3 separate regions of the Mus musculus genome follow, and regions 1 and 2 are each linked to region 3. A link is a contact called in public HiChIP or PLAC-seq data. All regions are on one chromosome and are shown on one strand. Each heading gives the region's core, a stretch centred on a gene start, on an enhancer-like site or on the middle of the called end of the contact. The rest is flanking DNA. Distances are from core to core; before and after follow the strand shown.

Evidence for each region. HiChIP or PLAC-seq counts read pairs in DNA pulled down with a chosen protein or histone mark.
Region 1: a contact with region 3 is called in an H3K27ac HiChIP or PLAC-seq map of microglia, with 7 times the contacts expected there. The contact joins the promoter of Mrtfb here to the promoter of Ntan1 in region 3. A contact is called at or near these places in 1 of 484 Hi-C or Micro-C datasets (regulatory T cells) and 1 of 115 datasets of contacts at active chromatin or transcription factors (microglia).
Region 2: an H3K27ac HiChIP or PLAC-seq map of embryonic stem cells shows a contact between it and region 3, with 2.7 times the contacts expected there. The contact joins the promoter of Abcc1 here to the promoter of Ntan1 in region 3. A contact is called at or near these places in 1 of 484 Hi-C or Micro-C datasets (muscle stem cells) and 3 of 115 datasets of contacts at active chromatin or transcription factors (bone marrow-derived macrophages, embryonic stem cells and pancreatic cancer cells).

The regions. Positions count from the first base shown.
Region 1 is chr16:13,255,005-13,259,286 of GRCm38.p6, forward strand. It overlaps Mrtfb (myocardin related transcription factor B), which reads left to right and starts at 1,477. Exons shown (of 17, transcript NM_001122667.2): 1 at 1,477-1,550.
Region 2 is chr16:14,359,506-14,363,352 of GRCm38.p6, forward strand. Abcc1 (ATP-binding cassette, sub-family C (CFTR/MRP), member 1) reads left to right here and starts at 2,053. Exons shown (of 31, transcript NM_008576.3): 1 at 2,053-2,138. The coding sequence starts at 2,091.
Region 3 is chr16:13,817,464-13,821,764 of GRCm38.p6, forward strand. It overlaps Ntan1 (N-terminal Asn amidase), which reads left to right and starts at 1,788. Exons shown (of 10, transcript NM_010946.4): 1 at 1,788-1,973. The coding sequence starts at 1,893.

The DNA.
Region 1 (4,282 bases), core at 227-2,726, 560 kb before region 3:
CCATGTTTCCCATCATGACTATACTATACTAAACCTCTGAACTGTAAGCCAGCTCCAATTAAATGTTTTCCTTTATAAGAGTTGTCATAATGTCTCTTCACAGCAATAGAAACTCAAACTAAGACAAAGACCTTGTCACAAGGCAGTGCCAGGCCCTAGAGTCATGCAAATTCAAATACTGTGTTACTAAGACCATATGGGTATTTTCTTTATTGCAGGCTTCGGAAGTGTGATGGTTCGTATATGCTCTGCCCAGGGAGTGGCACTATTAGAAGATGTGGCCTTGTTGGAGTAGGTGTGTCACTGTGGGCATGGGCTTTAAGGCTCTCACCCTAGCTGCCTGGAAGCCATTCTTCTCCTAGCAGCCTTCAGATGAAGCTGTAGAACTCTCAACTCTTTCTGTACCATATCTGCCTGGTTGCTGCCATGTTCCTGCCTTAATGATAACGGACTTAACCTCTGAACCCGTAAGCCAGCCCCAATTAAATGTCCTTATAAGAGTTGCCTTGGTCATGGCAATTTTCTGTTTACAGCAGTAAAACTCTAAGGCACGAGGTTATGGGTACCCACTTTAGTGCATCTCACTATGCCAGCCTCTCTTCCTTAGAAGCAATTACTCTTAAGTTTTCTTTTGGGAAGAAGTCACACCGTAATGCAGTGGTTCTCAGCCTTCCTAATGCTGGGACCCTTTAATACAGTTCCTCATGTTGTGGTGATCCCCCAACCATAAAGTTATTTTGCTGTTATGAATCAATGTAAATGATACACAGAATCTGATATGCGACCCCCTGTGGCCCCGAACAGCTGACCTAACTCCACGAATGCCCTGGCTCTATGTCCATGAACCATTCTATCCTGGGTTCTCCCACTGTTTTCGAACATATTTTGCTTTTAGGGCTCTACAGAGTTGGAGAAAGTGTGAAAAGCGTTCTCTTGTCTAGTTGCATTAAGATGGGTTGCAACAGACCCCCTATTGGGGTCACTTCTTCCACTCGGAAGAACTACAGAGGGGTGGAGAGTGAGGCAGGGCTCAAGAGGAGGGGTTCCTACAGGTGCGGGTGTGGCATCAGAAACGCACCGACTCCACAGGCCGGTCTGCTCGTCCGCTGCAACCTCCTTCTGGAATGGGGAGGCGGCAAGAATGCACTTAGTGAGGCAGCATGAGCTGTTTGCTTGCTAGGGTAGCCGGCACTGACTGACCATCTATCTGACTGGGAGCAGCCAGAGCTTAGGCAGCAACCAAAGAGCTCCCAGCTCCGCAGCCCAGCTGCGCATGCGCCCCGGGGCAGCCAGGTGAGAGCGCGGCGGGAGCGGGCGGCCTCGCACCTGGGTTTTAACTTTTCCGGGTCAGGGGCGAGGGCGGATGCCGGGTGGGAGAAGGGAAGCAGGGTGTAAACCTCCGGGAGTCGGCTCGGCGCTACCTGGAGCTTCCAGGACGGGCTCCGTGCCTTCAGACGGGAGGAGGGTAAGCACGGGGGCGGAGCGAAGTCTCGCGAGATCCGGTGGTAGCTGCGGCAGCGGTGGCGGCGGCGGCGGCAGCGGCCGGGGAGGTGAGCGGCGAGCGGGTGCGAGGCGGCCGTTGGGACTGAGGCAGGGGAGAGCTGCGGAGGGCGAGGCCGGGCCCCGGGAGAGGGACGGACGGAAGGCCCGCGTCCTCGGTGGCCCCTCGAGGTTGCTGCGGCGCCTCCGGGTGCGCGCTGTCCCGGGACTCGCGCGGGGCGGGGCGGGGCGGGGCGGCCGCGGTCTCGGGGCTACCGGGTCCGGGCTTCCCTCGTCGGGGGTCCCCTGTGTGCGGCCGCGGCCCGATCTTCCCGGGCAGCCTGGAGTTGGTACCAGGCGCTTCGCTTGCGCGCTCCCACGCTGGAACTGCAGTGAGGTGCAGCAGCGCCTTGGCCGGAGCCACTCGACGGGGACGTGGTGGGATGGGGACGGCCCACGCCCCGGACTCACCTTCCATCCTCCTCCCCAGCCCTGCTCGCGGCTCTTCCCCTGGGGTCCCCGCGGGGCTGCAGAGGGTGTGTCTGCAAGCCCTCCCGAAATTGCACGCACGCAGCGTTCCGGGTTTCCAGGGAGAAAGTTTTCCACCGCTTTTGTTCTGTCCCTGAAACTTTGCCTAGTTCTCAGTGTTCAGAAGCTACCCTTTGGCCCTGTGTATGAGCAGACGCGGTGTGACAGTGACGAGGGGTGCGGCGGGTGTAGGGTCTCAGGCCACGAGGATAGCTCAAGGTTTGCCTCAGGCAAAGAAACTTTGAAAAGTTTGATTCTTTTCTGAAGCTTGAGATCGCACTCTTAGGATGAGCGGTTGTGAAGTTCCTAACTTTTGGTTCTGTGGCAAATGTTTGCCACCCTGACACGAAGTTCATACTATATCTTCCTATACGTGATCCAAGGTCAGTAGAGTGCTCTCCTTTAGATGTGAAGAAGAAATACGTGCTATGGCGTTAGTGCAGCCCAGACACCCAGCTAGGTAGGACGTAATATCACGGACCCTGCGGCTAGTGAGTATGTTTGGAGACACACACTCACGTATGTACGCATGCACTTGTGGGACAGTGAGTCTCAAAGTCAGGAACAAAGATTGGGACCTGAGATAAAACCGTGTTACTTGGGGTAATTGATGCTAATGAGAAAAACAATGTAGGCTGACTGACAGCGTGCAAGATAAATCACAGCCTGTCTCTGGTTAGGCTCAGATAATACAGCCCTCCAGGGATGCTGTATTCCAGGCTACATTGTAACCAATACAAAGCCCGAGTTCTCTACATTTAATGGAGTACACAAAATCCCTCATGCTTATTGTTAGTAATAAGGAAATAGAAGATTGAAATTGTTGCACTTGGCAGTATGCTCCATGTGTGTCTAGTAGATGCAGGTGTAATGTGCTGTGGAAGTTCACACAGTTCCCTTTCCTTCACCTTGTTGGACTACATAATTGGGGCAGGGTGGTGGGTGTTTTCGAGAATGACTTGCCACATGGTTCAATATTGAATCCTAAAGTATGTTAATCTATAGTGGGCCAGGGTAGCCTTCATTATCACCTCCACCACTCATGTGTTAGATGGCTCTCGGTCCAGGGCTGGAAACACTGCAGATGCTTTCCGCTGCCGTCTAGGAGTCTCTTCAGTAACTAACAATGTGCTATGGGGACAGTTCTGCCCTCTTGAGAACCACTATATAAAGCACACGCTCCACTATCTAGCTAATTATAACAGCAGAATCTAATACACACTTTTCACTGGGAAGTAAAAATAAAATTCTCTCTGTGAGTCTGATACATAAAAAGACAGCCTCTGGCTAGGGACTCTTTCATGGATCATCATCTCTGGCTCTCAGGAGCCAGGTTAGTACCTGTTCATCTGCAGTTGTTTCTCTTTTGGGGGAATCCTTGTTGGAAATGTTGGTCACACTTGAACTGCTGACTGGCATGAGGTGAGAGTGGAGTTGGAAGCCAGGATGGTGATGGGCTGTTGGGAGTGTCCTTGAGTACCAGTGTAGCCCCGGAGCCTTTTCTACTTAGGGATAGTAGTGCATTTGGAGAATACAGATGTGCTCAAAAGTGAAAACTAAAATTACCTATCTAAGCAGTTCTAGGGGTTGGCTCACAAACAAGCTTGTCTTCATTGGAAACTTCTCCATGGAAGGGGAAAAAAAATCAAGAAAAGTTCAGCTCAGTCCATTTGTAGCTACAGCAGTAAATTCCAAATTGTTTAAATCTGAAAAAGTTTATTTTTGCCTTTTTTTCTTTAAATATAAGTTGCTTCTTGCTATAGAACATTTATTCTGTATTGCTTATTACTTTAGAAAGGCACTATGGAAATTAACATCTAAGTAAAGACTTATGAAAATAGGATGCCACATTTAAAGTTGTCTAGACATAGATACAATGAACCCTTGTAAAGTTGAACAATTCATCTAAGTGAAAGTAATTCATTTTTATTGCATTAGGCAAACACTATCCAGTTCCAGGGTAAAAAAAAGGCCAATTGTTTTGGTTGTTTTTATTAATCATTATTCTAGTTAGGATTTTCTGCCATGGTAAACACATGACCAAAAGAAACTTGGGAAGAAGAGGTCTGTTTTTGCTTACACTTCCCTATCAGTCCATCATTTTAGAAAGTCAGCGTAGGTACTCAGGGCAGGAACCTGGAAGAAGAGCTGGTGGAGAGGCCTTGAAGGAAGGAACACTACTAGCTTGTTCATCCTGCTTTCTTTCAGAGCCCAGGACCACCTGCCTAGGGGTGGCACCGCCTACAGTGGGCTGGGCCTCCCACAGCAGTCAGCA
Region 2 (3,847 bases), core at 803-3,302, 540 kb after region 3:
AGGTTGTCAGAGCTGCATGCAAGCACCTTTGCTGGATAAGCCATCTCACTGGCTGTCTCTGATTTATTTGTTGAGACAGCATCTCTCACTGAATTTAGACTTCACAACTGGGCTAGGCTGACTGGCTGTTGAGTTCTAGGAATCTGCCTGTCTCCATCTCCCCAGGACCACATTACAGATGTGCCCTGACACATGGGCGTTTTCTGACATGGATGCTGGAGTCCAGACTCCAGGTTCTCAGGTTTGTGCAGTAGTACTTACCCAGCTAAGCTTTGTCACCAGAACTGCTCTGTTCTACGTTTTGTGTCAGGGTCTCATGCAGTCCTGGTTGGCCTCGAACTCAAGATCCTCCTTCAGCCTCCCAAGTACTGAGATCGTGGGCGTTCACCACCAGTCTTGGCTGCTTCATAGTTTTCTTATAGGCTGCTTTCCTCAGCTCAAGACACAGCCCAGCCCAGGCTGGAATCCCAACCATGCTTGTGTTTAGCTCAAAAGCTTTCTTTCAGAAAGCCTTCTAGACTTTTACCTGAGCAGGCCTGGCCCCCTTGATCCTCTTTATCCCCTTCCTGGATCTTGCAACAGTTTCAAATACACTTTCCGATTATGAAAGCATGTCATTAAGATCTGTTGCCTTATCACTAAAACACATGAAAATACAGCTCCACTTTCCCGTCTGTCAGATCTGAGCATATTCCAGCTGCTAGCTTGCTAGAGCCTAGCAAGACTCCTGCTATACAGCAGATGCTCAATAAATATGGGTAACAGTGCATTGAGAATTGTTACCTGAAAGTAATTATCTTTAAAAAACTTATTCACAGAGGTAAAGAAACTTCCTGCCAAGCCTGATGACTTGAGTTAGCTCCCTGGAATCCACAAAGTTCCACAAAAAACAACTCTCCCAGGCTGTCCTGACCTCCACAAGCACAAGTTTATATACACACCCACACACATACACACATAGAAGTAAATGCTGTTACTACAACCACCACCTCCACCACCACCACCACCACCACCACCACCACCACCAAACTCTTATTCATACTGAGGGGGACCTGACTTGTGGTTGACCTTCAAAAATTGTTTATCTTACTCATTTTCTTTATTACTTTTTAAATTAAAATATTTTTTCAGGGGTATACATAGCTCAGCTGGTGGAGTGGTTCCTGCTGACAACAAAACCTAGGAGGAAGCCTGGGTTTTGTTGTCAGCGCCCCAGGTGGCTGGGGTAATAAGAAGTGGAGGAAAGGTGATGCACACCTTTAATCCCAGAGCTTGGGAGACAGAGGCAGGCAGATCTCTGAGTTCGAGGCCAGCCTGGTTTACAAATTGAGTTCCAGGACAGCCAGGGGCTTCATAGAGAAACTTCAGTCTGTCTTAAAAAAAAAAAAAAAAAAAATGGAGGCAGAGGGGCTCACAAGTTCAGGGTCATTCATCCTCTACTACATAGTGCTTTAGAGGCCAGATTTAGTTATTATATGAAACCCTGTCCCCAAATTCCTCATACCAAGTAATAAGGAAATGAGTTATTTCCTGGCTGCACTCAGAATGGGAGAAATTCCCAGGGTGCTTTGCAGACCATGGAGGAGGGGTGGCAAACTGGTGTTCAGGATGGAGATCTCAGTGTTTAGAATGGATTCATAGGGCTCCTGATTCAAACGAACTACACTTCTACTCGTTGAGGGACTCTGAGCGAATTTCCTCACCTTTCTGAGCCTCAGTTTCCTTATCTGTTCTCTTTCCTTTCTTGGGAGCTCACATCCATATCCCTCCAGGTGCAACTGAAGGAAAAAGCCCTAAAATCACGCAAGCACCGAGCGTTCTCCCGCAGCGGGGGGCCAGCGGTACAGTTAGGGTCACCTGGGATGAAGCCCAGGTGTGGAGGGCCCAGTGCGGGGTTCTTCCGGGCCGTGTCGGCTTTAGGAGCCGCCAGTGAGTGGGAGCTGCAGACGAGGCCTGCAGGCCCAGGCCAGGGCAACTCGTGGCCGTGCTCGCTCCCACGCGCGGGGCGGGGCGGGGTGGGGCGGGGCTGCATCCCGGTGACGCGGGCCAACCGCGCGGCGCTGCGCCTCCTCGCTCAGCCGGCCGCCCGCATGGCGCTGCGCAGCTTCTGCAGCGCTGATGGCTCCGATCCACTCTGGGTAAGGTGGTGGGCCGCGGGGGACGGCGCGGGGGCGACCGGGGACTCGGAGGACGTGGGGGGACGCTGGGACGCGCGGACCCAGCTGCTCCCCTAGCCGGAGCCCTGCTCTGCTTACGCGGGGATTCGCCACCCGGGCCCCGGCGTAGCCGCCGCTCTCTTACTCTGGGGACCGGGTTCCGGGAGAGCTGGGTGTGTGCGGGGAGGTGCCTCTGTGCTTTGGGGTTCTGCCATCGGGAAGGGACGCCAGATCTGGAGGCAGCAAATTGGGGATTTTCTGTGTTTTGTGGGGGTAGGATCTCCGTTTACCGCGCACACACTATCATAGAGCACCGTGCAGGAGCCCAGACTCTAGAAAGGGACTTCCCATCGCTTGTGTTGGGGTTCCCCACTGTTTGTTTTACCTCTCGTTTACTCTGGCTTCATGTTTTTTTTTCTCATCCTCTCTCCTTTCTGCCTAAATGCTATCAGGGAACTTTAAGGAAATAAGGAAAAGCCAAGAGAGGGGAGAAGGGCCTTTCTGTCTCTTTTTGTAGGTTTGGGGTGCAGTGGAAAATGCCCTGGACTCTGTAACCAGGAGAGTGCCTTCTACTCTGAGTCAGAGAGACTCCGCTGCTCTGGGGATGTCCCGGGGACTTCAGGCCCTCTCCAGGTAGCTTTCTTGTGAAATGATCCTAGGCTGGGTTCCCTGGCTGACTGCTCTAATCTCCAGTGCTTGTGTATTTCGTGTTCCTGTAATGCTGTTCCTGTAATGCGATTTGCCTGTTATTCCAGAACACTCCTGCATCACATTGTCCTGATTATTAGTGACTACAATAGGAAACCCTGGACACAATGACTTTTCTTTTTGTTTGAGAAACAAGAAAAACATCCCTGTTTCTTAGCAGCTGATGGTTAGCGCCCACAAGTATTTGTTCTGTTTTGTGGTACCTCCGTGATAGACTGCATTAGGAATGATGACCCCTGAAGGCCCCCTGGGAGACTTTTGGGTGAGGAGGGTGCCAATTTTGGTTGAGAAACTTACCATACTTGGATAAATGGTTCATTTTAAAGCCAAGAGGTTGGAGGTTTCTCCAGAGCTGGAAACAGAGCTTGTGATTTACATTCGGGAGTCTGCAAGAGATAGGTGCCTGTTTGCCACACAGGAACACTGTGTGTCCTCTACCCTTGTGCCAAGTGTAGAGACAACGAGGTTATTTTGCAAGAACTCAGGGGGATCTGGGTCACTAACATGGGTGCTGGAGTATTTCCTGAATTTCTTTTTTCTCTTATGGTGGAGGGGAAGTAGACATTAGATTTTCTACCAGTTTGCATATTTTATTTTTGCATATATATAACACACACATACATATATTGTGTGTGTGTGTATGTTTGAGTGTATGCATACCATGGCACATGCGCACATCAGACTTGTGTGGAACTCTCTTTCCACAGTGTGGGTTCTGAGGTCCTCAAGCCTCTCACCAGTTCACATCTGGATGTATCCTATTGTTGCGCAGTGATGACTAGGAAATGTTGGGAGGTATTCTCTAGCTTCTAATATGCTAAAAAGCCTACCCAAGAAGCCTGACTTGGTGTTCTTTCCTTCTTGGAACTTTTTGCCACAGAAAATGAAGATGGATGGATTGTGTTTGGCAGTAGTGGTGGCTGGCCTTCCCCTTAGGCAGCTTCCCATCCTCCCTTAAGTCTCATCTTGCAGATTTCCTTTCG
Region 3 (4,301 bases), core at 538-3,037:
AATGAAAAAAAATATCTAATTTAAAAAAAAAAGTTGTTCTTAACCTCAGTATAAGAATGAGAATTGTAGCTGGGCGTGGTGGCGCACGCCTTTAATCCCAGCACTCGGGAGGCAGAGGCAGGCGAGTTCGAGGCCACCCTGGTCTACAGAGTGAGTTCCAGGACAGCCAGGGCTATACAGAGAAACCCTGTCTCGACAAACAAAGAGAGAAAATAAATATTAAGGAGATAAAAGAAAATCAAAGAAATGTGAATTTCTCTAGGAATCTCCTGCTGGAAGAAGGCAATGGCACCATTCTGAAGGGGAACTTGTCTCCAGAAGAGATCTCAATGAGACCTAAAAAAACTTGTCAGACCACAGAATGAGACTAAAGCCTAAATAATGATGGGTAGGATCCAAACCAGCAGAAATAAGGGCCTCAAACCGGATTTATCTGGCAACCGGATTTCTCTCTCCCTCTCTCTCTCTCTCTCTCTCTCTCTCTCTCTCTCTCTCTCTCTCCCTCCCTCTCTCTCTCCCTCTCCCTCTCCCTCCCTCTCCCTCTCCCCTCTCCCCTCTCCCCTCTCCCCTCTCCCCTCTCCCCTCTCTCTCTCCTCTCTCCTCTCTCCCTCCCAAGTGCTGGGATTAAAGGCATGCGCCACCACTCCACCACTGCCCGACTGTATTTCTTTATCTCATGCTAGTCTCCATAACATTAACCACGCGGAGAAAACAAGATTTATTCCAAGCAGCTCCTCAATAGCTGAGGAGTTAAATGATCTGTTAACCTCTTAAGATAATCTGGCTACCTCCCACCCATGACCCCAATTCTTATCGTCAGGTTCTTTGGGCTTCGTGTGTTTTCATGATCTTGCTCCAGACTCTTTCCTCATTGCTCCAGTTCATCCTCCTAGCCTATCTGAAACTTATGAAATATAAAGCTCCGGGATAATGCGGTGGGCGGGCCCATGTCAAGGTATCCCCCTGAGGAATCACACCTTGAGACAGATCAAATATAAAGATGAAATGAATAGGGATATAGAAAGGGGCAGAAGCGGAGGACAAAGAGAGGGAAGAGAGGCTGCCTGAGAACACATGGGAATAGAGAGTGAAAGAACTGGGGTAGTGACTCCTCTGTATGCTGGTGCTGCTGTCACACTTGCCTTGCACCTGGCGGGCAGCGGGCAATGACACAAGCTGTTGCTGGGTAGCTCTTGGCCTGAGCCTGGTGGAATTGTACACCAATAGAAACTCCCGCTCTCCTTCCCTGTGGTCCCTGCGTCAGACCCCAAGCCCCTCCTACTTCTCTTCTGCCCAGCTGCAGGCTGTAGGCACCTTCATTAACCAATCCGGGATAACTGGGGGGTGGGGGGTGAGGGGGAGGAGTTATATAACAAAAGCAGGTATATGTGAGGACCCTGTTTCTTCCGCGCTTACGCCCCCGCGGTGCTAGCTGGGGCCGCAATTCTCGGGTTCCCCACGCCTTCTGCACTACGTCTGCCAGCTGAAAGGGACGTTGACTGAATAAACTTTTGCGAATCAACTCGGCCGAGGCAGGGGTCAGGGCTGGGTGACGCAAAGCGCGAGGCTACCCTCGAGGTTCTCCTTTCCGCGTCCTTAATGCTCAAGTCTCTGCGACTACAGCTGCTGGCACCAGCCAGGAGGGACACGGGTAGTGAGTGGACGCCGACAAAGTTTGGACTACATCTCCCGTGATGCCTTGCAGCCCAAGGGCTATTCCGTCTCCTCGATCTCTTCGGGCTGCTCCACGTCCGCCTGGACTACACATCCGGGCCGAGTCCGCGGTGGGCGCGGCGCCCACGGTGGGCGTGGCATGCCCCGAGGCGGGGCGAAGCGGAGCGGGGCGGGGCGGGGCGGTGGCCACCTAACTCGGCCTGGCGGCGGCCTAGACGATGCCACTGCTGGTGGATGGGCAGCGCGTCCGTCTGCCACGGTCCGCTGTGGAGCTGGTCCGGGCGCACCCGCCTCTGGAGGTGAGCGACCTACCCGGGCTTTCGGGGCGGATGGGAACTCCGCAGCCCGGCCGCCGACGCGCTTTCACTAGGGACCTGGTGAGACGAGGCCCAGAGAGGTTAAGGTGACTTACGGAAGGTCGCACAGCGCGTACACAGCGCGAGGACACTCGGCGGGCTCTGCAAGTCGGGGCGCTCGTGCGGATCCCCGCATTACCCAGCTGCAGAAAGGTGTGGGCGGGGGTCCCAGTTCTTTGCGCGCTCATTCCTGCCCCCCAGGGCGTAGAGGGGCGCGGATTATTTTTTAGCTAGAAATAAGGGATTCGTTTGGAAGTTGCTGGGTCCGGGAGGACTGCTCCCTGATGGAGTCTTGTTCTTTCCTTGTGGGGACTTCTGAAAGAGGGCTCATAGTGAAGGCAGTGATGACCAAGTATCCCACATACTAATTTGGACTCAGCCCGTCCATGGATCTCACATAGTACAGTCTAGGACGGGACCTGTTTCCTAATCAGTTATAGCCTTGAAGGAAAGATGCCCACGTTCCCTCTGAGAGGTGAAGCACTGCGTCTCTGTGGAGTTTGTGGTTCTGTCTGCTTACTTGCTTTGTCTTCCCCTGGATCTGCTTCCTGGAGCAAATGCTTCCTGAAAGCAGATGGCATTGTGCTAACCGAATATTTGTTGGGTAAGTGAATGGGCAGAATGACCCCTGAGAACTACGGGACAGGGAGACTGACTGTTAATTTGAATTTCAAGACAGCCTGATCCTAATACTGGCTCCTACAAATCGGGCTAGGCACTGTACACTGTGTCGATGAAGCCAGAAATAACACAAGAAAAGTTCCAGCACTTCAAGGATTTAGGAGCCTCTCTCCTGTGTCTGAAACTTGTAGTTTTAGTGGCCACGCAGCACATTACATGAGGCAGAGACGAGGTGATGTAGGGTGGTGTCTCCGGAAGCAAGGGTTTGGTTTATTTAGGGAGACGCAGCCCAGAAAGGATGCAGAGTGGAGAGTTGGTTTTCAAGAGCAGGGAAGTGGGGCCAAGGAGGCCCCCAGTGAGGAGGGCAAAGAGGGCTGCACATAGAGGCCAGGGGAACAGTTGGAGTGAGGACTTCAGGCCCACTTGCCTTAGGGGATGATGTGAAGGCTCCGTAGAGGAAAGTAGAAAATCAGGTCCTTGGTCACAACCATTCTTCTAAGTTTTGGTTCAATTTTGTTTTTGAGACAGGATTTCTCTGTGGAGCCTTGGCTGTCCTGAACTTGTTCCGTAGACCATTCTGGCCTCAAACTCTGAGATCTACCTGCCTCTGCCTCCCCTACTTTATTTATATGCTAGGCAATCTTCTGTTTAAAAAGATTTGGGATAGGGTCTGTGTTGCTCTGGAGTCTCACTGTAGGCTGGCGTCTGGCTCTAAGAGCTCTTCTCTCTCCTTCATCCCACATGCTGGCGTTAAAGATGTGCACTAGCACATGCTGATCTTTCTGTACTTATCTGTGTGAATGTATGCGCACATAGGTGAGTGTGTATGTGTGTGCACAGGGAGGCCAGAAGGTGGCATCAAGCACCTGTCTCTCCACTGTGTGTAATTCCTTTGAGTCACGGTCTCTCCCTGAATATGTGTCTTAGCTAGGCTGGGATGGAGCAAGCCCTAGCCATCCTCTTGCCTCACGCACCTCAGAGTTGGGGTTACAGTCATGTGTGGGAGTCTTGGCTTGTGAGTGCTGGGACCCCACTTCTGGTAGGTTTCCCACAGCAGTTTTAACTACTGCAGCATCCTCTCTGTGTGAGCCCTGTCCTCCTTTTCTATTTCAGAGAGACAAGCTGACCGTGAATGCCTTGAGACCTCTTACTTCAGTGATACTGTGATTAGAGTTATTATCCAATGTGCCCATCATGATACATTAAAAAAAATTATTCTCAGCTGGGCGTGGTGGCGCACGCCTTTAATTTCAGCACTCAGGAGGAAGAGGCAGGCGGATTTCTGAAGTTTGAGGCCAGCCTGGTCTGCAAAGTGAGTTCCAGGACAGCCAGGGCTATACAGAGAAACCCTGTCTGGAAAAACCAAAAAGAAAAAAAAAGTTATAAGAAAATTATTCTCTTATTTATTCTCTTATATATTATTACATCCTGACTGCAGTTCCCCTCTCCACTCATGATCTACTTTTTGAATGACAGCATACTATATATTGTCTTGTTTAGTTTGGTTTGGTTTTTCTGATACAGTTTCACTCTATAGCCCAGGCTGGCCTTCCACACACTCATGTATGCCTCAGCCTTGTAAGTTCTAGGATTGCAAGTGTAAACTATAAACTACCATGGCTGGCTTATTCCTCTGTGCCCTGTCCGTTC